Regions from separate parts of the Rattus norvegicus genome. Here region 1 is linked to region 2. A link is a contact called in public Hi-C data. All regions are on one chromosome and are shown on one strand. Each heading gives the region's core, a stretch centred on a gene start, on an enhancer-like site or on the middle of the called end of the contact. The rest is flanking DNA. Distances are from core to core; before and after follow the strand shown.

Region 1 (6,084 bases), core at 2,395-4,894, 150 kb before region 2:
GGCTGGAGAGAAACAGATCCGTGGCATTCAGCCAGTTTCTTCCCTTTCCTCTTATTTACACGTAGGGGTATGGGATGCCTACTGGTAGAGCCAAAGAACATGAGAAAGTCAAGGACGGAAACCGTCTGCTGTAGGCAGAGCTCTCCTTCCTCCAAACTGGTTAAAATCCCAAGAACAAAGATCCTTTACTTTAGCTTAGAGCTACCCCACTTGGGGACCACCTGGGATCAGCTTTGTCCCCATCCCCCTAGAAGCTTCAACTTCTAAACTCTCCGAAATTGTTTTGTTTTGTTTTTGTTTTTTTTGTCCCACTTGGGGCAGTGTGTAAATTAGGGCACCAGAGGGCGCTCTGCTATTTTCAAAGTTAAGCTGTTTTCTTCCGAAGTCACAGCCGCTTAAAGCAATCATAGCCGTAGCCATAGTGTACAAGGGTTTGAAGGTCCCTGGGAATATTTAGTATAATCATAATGGTGATCAATTTCTGACCCGAAGCTCTGCTCTCTCCGCGTGCTGCTGTCTGTATAAGGACTGTGCGACGCACAGATTATGACCACATCTGTACCAGGCATTGGGGGTGTTTGAGAGCGAACAATTCTGGTGGATTTCACCCTCATCACATAGGTTCCCATGCTCTCCCCAGAATCGCCAGCACTTTGCCCGGAGTCCCATCCAGCCCTCTCTCTGCCCTCTTCAGTGGCATTTCTCATCTAGGCTCTGTTCGCCTTTTAGGATGAAGTCAAGCTGCCGGCCAAACTGAGCGTCAGCAAGTCTCTGAAAGAGTCGGAGGCGCTGCCAGAGAAGGAGGGCGATGAGCTGGGCGAGGGCGAGCGGCCGGAGGAGGACGCTGCGGCGATCGAGCTGTCGTCTGACGAGGCGGTGGAGGTGGAGGAGGTGATCGAGGAGTCCCGCGCCGAGCGCATCAAGCGCAGCGGCCTGCGGCGCGTGGACGACTTCAAGAAGGCCTTCTCCAAGGAGAAGATGGAGAAGACCAAGGTGCGCACGCGCGAGAACCTGGAGAAGACGCGCCTGAAGACTAAGGAGAACCTGGAGAAGACGCGGCACACGCTGGAGAAGCGCATGAACAAGCTGGGCACGCGCCTGGTGCCCGTGGAGCGACGCGAGAAGCTGAAGACGTCGCGCGACAAGCTGCGCAAGTCCTTCACGCCCGACCACGTGGTGTACGCGCGCTCCAAGACCGCGGTCTACAAGGTGCCGCCCTTTACCTTCCATGTCAAGAAGATCCGCGAGGGCGAGGTGGAGGTGCTGAAGGCCACCGAGATGGTGGAGGTGGGTCCTGATGACGACGAGGTTGGCGCGGAGCGCGGCGAGGCCACTGACCTGCTGCGCGGGAGCAGCCCCGACGTGCACACGCTGCTGGAGATCACCGAGGAATCGGACGCCGTCCTGGTGGACAAGAGCGACAGCGACTGAGCAGGACTCACGGGGCTCTGCCCTGGAGGCCGGTGCCTGATCCTGTCCTCCCTGACCCCCACTCCTGCCCACCGCCTTTCTCATTTCAAACTTTCTCTTTTGCATTCTAAGCCCAGTCTGGTTGGGCTTTTTTTTTTTTCCCCCCCTTTCTTTCTTTTTCTTTTTTTTTTTAAAGCGGGGAAATCATATCCCCTGGAAGAGCAGCCTTCCAAAGCATAGGCCTTAGACCGAGGGATAGATGGTCTCTCACCATGGACAGCCTCAATTTGAACACAGTCTGGGTAGGATATGGAAGAATGACCCATGCCCTGGTTGTCCTGCTCCAGGATGCTTTTTCTAAGCTCCCTAGTTAGGCCCTGTCAGAGGCCTGCCCCTCCCCAACACAGCTTCATACTAAGTCGCACCACCCTTGCTTCCTGAGCTGTTTCTCCTTTTCCTCACCCTGGGAGACTCCAAAGCCATAATTTCTGCAAGAGGAAAAGAGCGAATCCTAAAGACAACCCTTGTAGGGGCGCCTTTCTAGTGCCAGCTTGCTCTCCCAGTTACCTGAGAGGCTGAGGCAGGATATTTGCAAGCTCAAGACCTGCCTGGGTTGCAGAGTGAGCTCAAAGCCAGCCTGAGTAATTTATCGAGACGCTGTTTCAAAATAAAGGCAGTTCAAAGTACCACGAAGATAAAATGTGTGTAGGGAGACCTTTGCTCACACAGGAGGTGGCTCACCGGAAGACCTGAGGGTCTTTGGAGAAATCTAAGGCAATACGGTGGGTGAAGGCAGAGTGTTACCCTGGATAAAGGTCTCACCGAAGTAAGCAGGAGGTGAGTTGAGCCTAGGAAAGGATGAGAAGTGTGTCAGGAGAGGAGCACGTTTACAAATCTACAAAATCTGCACACAGGAGCACGTTGAGTATGGCTTTGGGAAGAGATAGGAAGATAGGAGAGGGTTGAAATGGAATAAGAAAGAAATGCCCTCATTAGCCACACAAAGAAATTCAAGACAAGAGTTCCGCTTTGGTAAGATCTCAGGACAGCAGGACAGTCTCTGGATCTGGAGGGCAGTCAGTTCTAGAAAGTGTTCCAAAGAGAAGTAAGCCGGACTGGATTCTCTCTTCCAGGATCTGGGAACTGCCTTCTGGGAAGTCTTGTTTTCCGAGCCCAGAAAATTAGCGTTCCAGCAGGAGGCAGCAGCGAGCTGTGCAGGGCTGGCCGCAGGAAGGGAGAAAGCAAGGTGCTAAAAAGGCCAGGCCTCTGGTAGCGATCCCTAGCCGGAAACTGGGGAAGTAGGGCCTGCTGGCTTGCTCACCCTAACTCCCTCTCAGCTGCTTCTAGCATGGATCTTTCCCTAATGTAAAACTGTAGAGCTTGCCTCCCTAAGTTCCTTGCTTTTGTGGGCACCTTTATCTGAAAGTTAGGGAGGGTGGGGTGCTGCTTCTTGTCCAAGGCTTGATTTCTATAGTTACTGACCAGGTTTTCTCCTGAGGACACATTGATTCCCCCTTTAAAGGCTGGTCAGGAGCAAAGGCAACACCTCCCCCAAATGATAGCTACAGGCTACTTCCTTCTCCCCAACGACACATCTTCCCTGCTTTTTAGAATTGCAGCTAATTGATTATTTTTTTGGGGGGGGGATGGAAACCACAAACCTTTTATACAATACGAAGCTTTGCTTTTTATTTTTTATTTTTAATTTTCCTTTATTTTTCTTGGTCCCCTTCCCTCCTCCGATTGAAGACAGATAAGCTGAGGAGGGTGGGCAGATGCAGGATGAGGTCCCCTGTGCTGATGGGCTATCACTGTGGGCAGATACAGTTTCCTGTGGGCTCTAGGGAAGCTCCTCGAGTTGCTGTGTTCTGGTGAGCAGCCGGACCAATAAACCTGCTTTTCTAAAAGGATTTGTGTGGGGTTATATTGTCCAAAGCACTTGCTGAGGGTGTTGTTGAACTAAGGGAAAGCAGGAGTGAAACAGGGAAAGAGGAGGGGGAGAGGAAGAGGGGGAAGGAAGGAGGGAAGGAGTGGGGTATACATTTGCCTGGCTTCCTAGAGTGGGGCTGGGGTGGCAGAGGCAGATAACAATGGCCAAGATATTGAGCATTCTCTACTGGAATGCTTTTTAACATTGTGTTCTACAATCATTATTTGACCTGGTAGTACTCCAAGTTAGATTCCTGTCATTCCTTTCAGAGCAGAGGAAACAGTGACCTGTCTAAGGTCGCACAGCAACTAATCTGGCTGCACCAACTGTTTAAAGGTCGAAGTCGGCAGTCTGGGTCCTGTCTGGATCTACTTCCCCAGGGCTAGGGACTTAACCTCCAGATGTTCCTCCACCCCAGTCATAGGCCTGGAGGAGGACGGGAATAAGAGGCTGCCCCAGAGGACTGCACATGAGAGAGAGAACAGTGGTACATCTACGCACCAGGGGAACCCACACATCAGTTTCACTCTCTAGCAACTCTCCATTGTCTGGTCACCTCTCCTTGGACCAACTATACCCTGCCTGTCAGTGATGAATTTCATGAAACAATGGGGCTTTTGACATCCTGTGGGTTCCGACTGCCTCAGAATCTCAGGAAAGGTGTCCCTTGTAAAAGTAATGCCATTTCTGGGTCTGCAGCCCACCCTTGTGCTCCTACCTGAAACAGGCTGAGTTCTTAGGAGCTGCACACACATTCCTCTCTGTGCACCTCCAGCTGCAGAGTCCATGAGGCCAGAGTTCCAAGTCCTCCATAAAGGCTTGGCTTCCCACCGAAAGAAACTATACTGACACCGGACATTTAGAGCCTCCAAGCCGTTGATGTTCCCATCTGCCAGGAGACACAGACCCAGAGTGTCACTTCACATTCAGCTGTGAAGCAGGGAGATACCAGGGGCCCAGGTTTAACCGGATACCCTGGAGATACCCAGCTGAGTCAATTTGCTTGCCCACCAGCTTTTCCTTTGTCTGCTATTAGCTCTTCTCTCCACCCTTCTTATACTAGCAAGTTCCTTCATTGGGCCACTCTCACCCAATTCCAGTCTGGCCTTCCTCCTAGGAAGAGTATCCCTGATTCTTTGACTAGCCCCTTTAGTGGGTACCATGCACCCCATTCCCTCCTTCATCTCCCCCAAAGCCCTTCCAGAACCAGAGAGACTCCTTTCACTGTAGTGAGACAGGGGCGACTGCCCGTGGGCTTTGGATTAAATATTCCACTGCCTACTAGAAAGGAAGGATGGTGTTCCGAGGTCCCTACCCACTCGGTGTCTTCCACTAATCTATCGTTGGCATTAATTCTGACAGTTACACTGAGGCAATCAAATAGGGAAAATGTCTGCCAAGGGATCCTGTTAATGTCACCATGGATCTGTGACATCCCGTTACAGACTCAAGTTGAGTTAGCAGGTCTCTTTATAACACCTTCCAAGTCCTTATTCATTTATTCATTTATTCATTTTCTTCCTTCCTTCCTTTCTTTCTCTCTCTCTCTCTCTCTCTTTCTGTCTGTCTTTCTTTCTTTTTTAAAAGATTTATTATATATTAATATACTGTAATTGTCTTCAGATACACCAGAAGAAGGCATCAGATCTCATTACAGAGGGTTGTGAATGACCATGTGGTTGCTGGGATTTGAACTCAGGACTTCCGGAAGAGCAGTCAGTGCTCTTAATTGTTGAGCCATCTCTCCAGCCCTCTGTCTGTCTGTCTTTCTGTCTTTCTTTCTTTCTTTTTTTTTTTTTGGTTCTTTTTTTCGGAGCTGGGGACCGAACCCAGGGCCTTGCGCTTCCTAGGTAAGCGCTCTACCACTGAGATAAATCCCCAACCCCACTTTCTTTCTTTCTTTCTTTCTTTCTTTCTTTCTTTCTTTCTTTCTTTCTCTCTCTCTTTCTTTCCTGAGGTCCTTGGGTTTGTTTGCTTGTTTGTTTCTTTATGTTTGTGCAGTCACATGTGCACCTGGGCATGTGTGTGTAGGCTGGATTTTCCTTGGAAATCCTATTCACCATATTTGAGGCAGGGTCTGTCAGTGGCCTGGAGCTCACTAGTCGGGTTCAGCTAGACCCCACTCCCTCCCCAGGGGGGAGACTGGGAATGGAGGTCAGTGTGGCAGGCATCTACGTGAACACTGAAGACTGAACTCAGGGCCTTGCACTTAAAAAGGAAGAGCTTACCGCTATTTTTCCCAGCCCCCCTTTTGCTTTTATTTCCTTTTTTTTTTTTTGCTTTTGTTTTTGAGACAGCCTTACACTGTGTGTGTGTGTGTGTGTGTGTGTGTGTGTGTGCGTGCCAGCATGTTACTTCATTACACACACACACACACACACACACACACACACACACACACATACACACACACGCACACACAAGTTAAACTCCTGGCCACTGTTGATAATATCCTTAAAACTCTGGCCTCTGCCTCAGTTTTTGCTGCTTCTCAACATGTTGACATTGCTGGCCAAAGATGAACCATTTTCAGGCCTATGGGTCTCTGCTTGGGCTGTTCACCACCTCTGGATTTTTCCTTCCTTCCCTCCTTCCTTCCCTCCCTCCCTTCCTTCCATTCCAGACAGGACTTTCCCATCTAGTCTTGGCTGTCCTGGCTCTAGAGCTATGTAGATCATGCTGACCTCTAACTCAGACCTGCCTGCCTCTGCCTAAAGGCATGTCCCCATAACCCCTGTGTGCGT
Region 2 (6,740 bases), core at 618-3,117:
GTCCCCAGCTCTGAAAAAAAGAAAAGGAAAAAAAAAAAAAAGAGAGAGATGTTTCCTTCTACACCATAGAATTCCATACTGGTGTTGTGTTCCATTATAACTTTGAAAAGAGCTGATTTGGGGCTGGAGAGATGGCTCAGCTGTTAAGAGCACTGGCTGCTCTTCCAGAGGACCTGGGTTGGATTCCCAGCACCCACAACCACAGCTCACAACCATCTGGAACTCCAGGTCCAGGAGATCTGGCGCCCTCTTCTGGCCTCCATGGGCACTGCACACCTGTGGTCCACAGACCTACATGCAGGCAAACACCCACACATATTAAATAAATAGATAGGGAAAAAATGTATCTTAAAAAAGGAAAGAGCTGGCACGTTCAATTTCATTTGCTCACATTTGTGTACTTAAGCAACAACAACAGGACAGTACTGCTCATTGCCAAGCACTGTTGTAGATAAAGTCACCGTGTGTTTAAGATGGCTTCCCCTTCCTTAATGAATACGATGTGTGCCAGGGCAGTGGCACAGAGAGAGTGGACGACAGAGTGAGCCCAGAACCTTCCCACCATGTTCCTTCTTCTGTCCTGAGTCAGTTCAGCAGGTGAATTTGCAGACACAAGAGATTTTAGTGTCTGTTGGAATCATTCAAATTTTCATTAAGGGAGCTATGACGAGGTCCTACTTCTGTCTTGTTCTAGGGCTGAGTGTGTGGCTGTGTATATGTGGCTCTGAGTATGTGTGTGTGTGTGTGTGTGTGTGTGTGTGTGTGTGTGTGTGTGTGTGTACACTTATGGAGGCTTGAGCTATTTACCTTTTAATTTTATTTTTGAGACGGGGTCTCACTATGTAGTCCTGGCTAGCCCGTTACTTGCTATATAGACCAGGCTGACCCCAAACTCATGAACAGCCACCTACCTCTGCCTGTGACCATGCCACCATACCCAGCTCCCTCCCACTCTGTCTTTTGAGAGAGTGTCTAAGTCAGACTGACTGGCCGATGAGCCTCAGAGACCCACCTGTCTCCCCCCGCCCCAGCTCTGAGATTACAAGTATACACCATTCTGCCTGGCTTTTTACCCGGATTCTAGGCTTTGAAGTTGGGTCCTCAATGCTTGCAAGGCAAACACTGGCTGAGCCATCTTCCTAGCCGAGTCTGTCTTTATTTGTTCTCATGTTATTTATGTTGATTTTGCATGTATGAATGTTCTGTACACATGTATGTTTGTGCACTATGTGGGTTCGCAGTGCCCTTGGAGGCCAGAGGAGTGCATCAGAGCCCCTGAAGCTGGGGTTACAGATGGTTGTGAGCCATCAACTGGGTGCTGGGAGACAAACCCAGGTCCTTCTCAAGAGCAACAGTGCTCTTAACCACTGAGCCATCTCTCCAGCACCCCTTCCTTGTTCTTAACTAAGAAAGACTGCTTACCTGAACCCCAGCTCTTCACTCTTCTGTCAGGCCCCCCACATACTTAAATCTCCAGTTTCTTCCACTCCCAATCTCTTTGCCTTTCCTCTACAATCATGAGCTGGTGGTCCTGGTCTGATTTGGAGACCTCCCTGAAACACCGTCTTCCACATGTCTGACTAGGAAGCAGAACTGCTCTCCCGTCCCAGTTTTCCTCTTGGTGAACCCACACCCACTGAACTCCGCTATACTGGAAAATCTCACTGTTGTCTCAGCCCTAAAGCCTGAAAGCCCCAAGTTAAACCATCCAAGTATCCTATGGCAGCCCACACATCTAAAATAGGTAACCGGCACCCAGCCCGCACCTCACTGCTGACTAACTGACTTGTCCCATAAATAGCTCAGTGTTACTCGATCAGACAGCCACTGCTCACAGAGAGGGATCTTTGTTTCCTGGCACACATGTGCCGTCTCTGGTCGTCAACACAACCCAGGTCCAGTGCACTGGACCATGGCTGTAGCATAGTCCTTAGGAGAACTGTGCAAATCAGTAGCTCAGTCACTTTCAGATTGGATTCAAGATGCCCAGAAAGCAGTGTTAGAGCAAGTCTGGTTTCAAGGTCTTCCTCCTATTAACGTAGCTTCTCCAGTCTGGGGAATCCCAGGTCTCTGCCAAATGGACTCAGGTCTGTCAGAAAAGGTTCCTAGTAGTTTCAGAAAGCCTTTGTTTGTTTATCTGAGTACACTGTAGCTGTCTTCAAACACACCAGATCCCATTACAGATGGTTGTGAGCCACCATGAACTCAGGACTTCAGTGCTCTTAACTGCTGAGCCATCTCTCCAGCCCCCAGAAAGCCATTTTCTTTTTTTTGTTGTTGTTGTTGTTTTGTTTGTTTGTTTTTTGTTTTTTGTTTTTTTTCCGGACCTGAGGACCGAACCCAGGGCCTTTCATTTGCTAGGCAAGCACTCTACCACTGAGCTAAATCCTCAACCCCAGAAAGCCATTTTCTAAAGTGTGCTTCTGTTGGTGCAGCTTGTTTTGGTTTTGATGTTGTTTAAGAAAGGGTCACAGGAAGCCCAAGTTGGCCTTGAACTCTTGATCCTCCTGCCTTCATGTCCTGAGTTCAGGGATTATAGGCTTTACCACAATAGCTCATTAAAAAAAAAAAAAGTCTCACGGTTGCTGAGACTACTGGCTCAAGCCTGTGATCTTAGGTTAAATTAGAAGACAGCAAGTTCAGTGGGCCATGGTGGTGCACGCCTTTAATCCCAGCACTCAGGAGGTAGAGGTAGGCAGATCTCTGAGTTTGAGGACAACCAGGACTACAAAGAGAAATCCTGTCTCAAAAAAACAAAACGACAACAACAAAACCAAATAAATGAATTAAAATTTAAAAATGAAAAGTTTAGGGCCAGCCTGGGCTATAGAGTGAATACATAGTCAGCCTAGACAACTAACTTAGTGAAACACTCTCTCCAAATAAAAAGTCCAGAAGAGGCCTGGAATATAGGTCAGCTGTGGAGCTCTTCTTGCCTGGCATGACCCAGGTCATAGGTTCAATCTCCATTATAAAAGGAGAGCAACGAGAAACCCGACCGCTAACCATTGCAACACCACAGTCCATTCTCCTAGTCAACACATACTGTTTCTGCCTTGGACTGTGTGTGGGTGTCGTAAATCAAACATTGTTCTACAGATTCCATAGCAGTAACTCCAACGGTGAACTTGGCCAGATAAGTCTCTGCTCTGTGTTAAGAGCGCGGCTGCTAAGCTCACTGTGAGAACATGCAGGCCTCGCTCTGTCCCGAGTCTCGTCTGTCTTTCTGATCCCGTTCAAAGGGTAGCGTCTTCCATTTCACAAAGCCCAAATACCAAACCTAAAGTTATTGTTCAGATCGCTACACTGATCATTCATGGTGCCCGTTTGAAACGATGCTATAACCCCGTGGCGGTTTCCAGCGAAAGCAAAGACCGGGTCTAGGATATCGAAACTGTTCACGGCTCCTTCCCTAAGGCTGGTTTTTCTGGTTCCGCCTTTTGCGCCACAATAGTCAATGTTTCATAGATCCGTCTGGGGCCCTTCCCACGGCCATGCTGGGTGTCTGCATTTTAAAAACACGATAAAGCTTGAAGTCAGTTCAAGAATATTGATCGGGGCAGGTGTGATGGTTCAGTGGGTAAAGGCAGTTACTGAGCAACCTGGCAACCTGCGTTTGATCCCTAGAACCTACCTAAAGATGCAGGGAAAGAAACGACTCCACAAAACCATCCTCTGACCTCCACACATCCACTGCGGCACGTCTGTGCCCGCACGAAACCACACACAGTAATAAAAGGAAAAGAAATGTTTACAGACTTGACCTATACTGTACCAAAAGGAGAGAGAACATTCACTCTTAAAACCTGTGCATATTTACTTCAGTGGCTTTGAAGGGGACGGAGACTAGAAACAAACAAATAAATCAAGGCCTTTGTTTAACAGGTTGTAAGCCATGGCAATGTGGATACAGGCTCAGCAGCTCCAGGGCGATGCCCTTCATCAGATGCAGGCCTTGTACGGCCAGCATTTCCCCATCGAGGTGCGACATTATTTATCCCAGTGGATCGAAAGTCAAGCCTGGTAGGTAAAGAGTTTCTATGTCATCTTTTGGGAAGCACAAGGACATTGAACTTGGATGAGAAAAAATGTTATAGCTAAGACTTTAAAAGTTGTGAGTAACCTAGGCTTCGTGGTCCCCACCTCTAACACTCATGGTCCTAGCTGAGGCAGAAGGAAAAGGAGGAGGTGGGGGATGGGGGGGAGCTGTGTGTTGGGCTGGATGAGTAAGCTCAGTGGTAAAGTACAGGCATGAGGCATCAAGGCTCTGGATTCAGCCCTTAGGTCCCATCTCCAAGAAAAGTTGTTTGAAAATCTTCATGCAACACACACACACACACACACACACACACACACACACACACACACACACACATGCTCCTCTTAGATTCAGGGAGATGAAATAATTTTGGAACTTTTAATTTTTGTTTTTTTTTTAATTAAGAATATATGTGTGTGTCTGTATATGGATGTATACACGAGGGCAGGTACCCTCGGAGGCCAGAAAACAGCTGGAGCTGGAGTTCCAAGGGGTTTTGAACCACCCAATGTGGCTGTTGGGATCTGAACTCAGGTAGAGCAGGAAGCCCTCCGAACCACACAGCCATCTCTCCAGCCTCTCAGCTTGCCTTGTTTGGTTTGGTTTGGCTTGGCTTGTTTTTTGTTTTTTGTTTGGTTTTGTTTTTTTGTTTTTTGGGTTTTTTTTTTTGTTTTTGTTTTGTTTTGGGGTTTTTTTTGTTGTTTGTTTGTTTGAGACAAGGTCTCTCACTGTGGCCTTGGCTGTCCTGGAACTCGAAAGTTCTGGGATTAAACGCAAGAATCATGCCTGGCTTTTTTTCCCCAAGGTAAAATTTCACCGTGTAGTTATGCATGGCCTGCATGCATTATATAGACCAGCCTAGTCTTAGGCTCGAGATCAGCCTTTGCCTCCCATGCGCTGAAATTTATATCTTATAAATCAGATGTTTAACATACTAATTTAATAATCAGAACATTCGTGGCTCTTTGTTTTCTTCTTTTTCTGAAACAAGGCCTCACACTATGTAGGCCTGGCTGTCCCGGAATTCACTCAGTAGACTAGGCTAGCCTTGAACTCACAGAGATCCGGCTCCCTCTGCCTCCCAAGTGCTGGGATGAAAGGCCCGTGTCATTACACCTGGCTTGAAACATTCGTGTTTTAAATTCATATTTACATATACAAACGAAAATACTCTAAAATATCAACAACGAGGCAAGATAGCTCAGTGAGTTTAAAAAAAAAAAAAACTAGCCACCAACCCTGATATTCTGAATTTCAATGTCAGAATCAACATGGTAGACAAAACTGACACCTCCACACTGCAATGTGGCATCCACATTGAGACATACACAGACACAAACTAAATGGCTTTTTTTTTTCCTTTTTAAATACGAATAGTGGGGGTTGGGGATTTAGCTCAGTGGTAGAGCGCTTGCCTAGGAACCGCAAGGCCCTGGGTTTGGTCCCCAGCTCCAAAAAAAAAAAAAAATACGAATAATGATTACCTCTCAGTGTTGACTTAGCCAACATCTTTATTTCCTAAATTATGAATTATGTACCTGAGCTTTAAAATTGTTAGATCAGTATAACACAGGCCAGTAGTAACGTATCTTACTTTGCAGTGCCATGGCAAACTTGCAGCTCACACAGGACATCTATACCAAGGAGCTGCTGCCTCCTCAGCTCTGCCACATCCTCACCGGCCCGCCGTGTGCCCTGCAGTGCTCAGGGCAGGGCGCTTGCCCGTCAGCCCCAGTCTGTCAGTCAGCGTGACACATTCATTAGACTAGACAGCCTTTTACCCGGGTGGTGGGGCTACAGCTCTGGTGCTGCTGGGAGGAGGCTGTCTATATCCGCTGGAGATGAGGCCGTACAGTAATTATAGCAGTTTGTTAGCCAGGCTCCATTCAGAAACAAGCCTGCCGAAGGAAGGCAATTTTTCTGGGCAATTAAAAAAAAAAAAATCCCAGCTTCATATAATTAAGAGGGGGAAAAAAAAAACCCTGGCTAAATAGGAGAATGTCAAACAGTCAAACACACCTAGGTTGGTCCTTTCCCTTTCTCTTTCCTTTTTTTTTTTCTGTTTCAACGATTTGGGGGACTTCGGAAAACATTAATAAGAAGTTCTGTTGATTTACAATTTCACTCGGAGACCAGAGATAAGGATGCTGATCAGCTGTAGAGCATTCGTCCAGCTCGACAGACCTGGCTCAATTCCAAGAGAGAACAAAAGACCGTTTTCATTTATTTGAGCACAATAACGCAATGCCTGTGATTCCAGCTACTCAGGAAGCTGAGGCAGGGGAATTACTTAAGCCTAGGAACTCAAGACAGTCCTAGGCAAGTGGGCTTTCATCTAGCAGGTCTCCCGAGTGGTCTACTTACTGACCAAGCTCTGCAAAATGTGGGGTGATGTTAAGGAGAACCTGCATTTTAGATAGTGTCCTTCCATGAAGAAATAGAGATACCAACAAAGAGTTTCCAGTTCTTCGTACTGAAGCTGTCGCGAAGTCTTCTGTCGTAGGCAATGGTTGAGTTGGAATTGAGAACCAGACTGCTGAGTTCTATCTCAAAGACTGGATCCTCTCAGCGGCGGGCTCCCAGTCAGAACCGGAGGGCAAGGCAGCGCCTTCAGCCCTTCCAGCCTTCCACTTAGTACATATTTTATTCAACACATAGAGTATACAGTTCTAAAAGCCGGTTTTGTCACTGCCCTCTCCAG

What was found. Hi-C and Micro-C count contacts between places; a contact is called where the count stands out from the background.
Region 1: a contact with region 2 is called in a Hi-C map of liver, with 4 times the contacts expected there. The contact joins two enhancer-like sites. A contact is called at or near these places in 2 of 12 Hi-C or Micro-C datasets (both in liver).

Annotation. Positions count from the first base shown.
Region 1 is chr10:86,379,856-86,385,939 of GRCr8, reverse strand. It overlaps Cavin1 (caveolae associated protein 1), which reads left to right. Exons shown (of 2, transcript NM_001105841.1): 2 at 730-1,539. The coding sequence ends at 1,431. Among named protein-coding and RNA genes, the nearest start is that of Cavin1, 13 kb to the left of the region's middle. Within about 2 kb of position 3,644, at least 6 of the 93 cell types and tissues checked have an H3K27ac peak or open chromatin away from gene starts, as enhancers often do. A contact at or near this core is called in liver, where this site is marked.
Region 2 is chr10:86,230,563-86,237,302 of GRCr8, reverse strand. Stat5b (signal transducer and activator of transcription 5B) reads left to right here. Exons shown (of 19, transcript NM_022380.2): 2 at 3,886-4,023. The coding sequence starts at 3,896. Among named protein-coding and RNA genes, the nearest start is that of Ghdc, 36 kb to the right of the region's middle. Within about 2 kb of position 1,867, at least 7 of the 93 cell types and tissues checked have an H3K27ac peak or open chromatin away from gene starts, as enhancers often do. A contact at or near this core is called in liver, where this site is marked.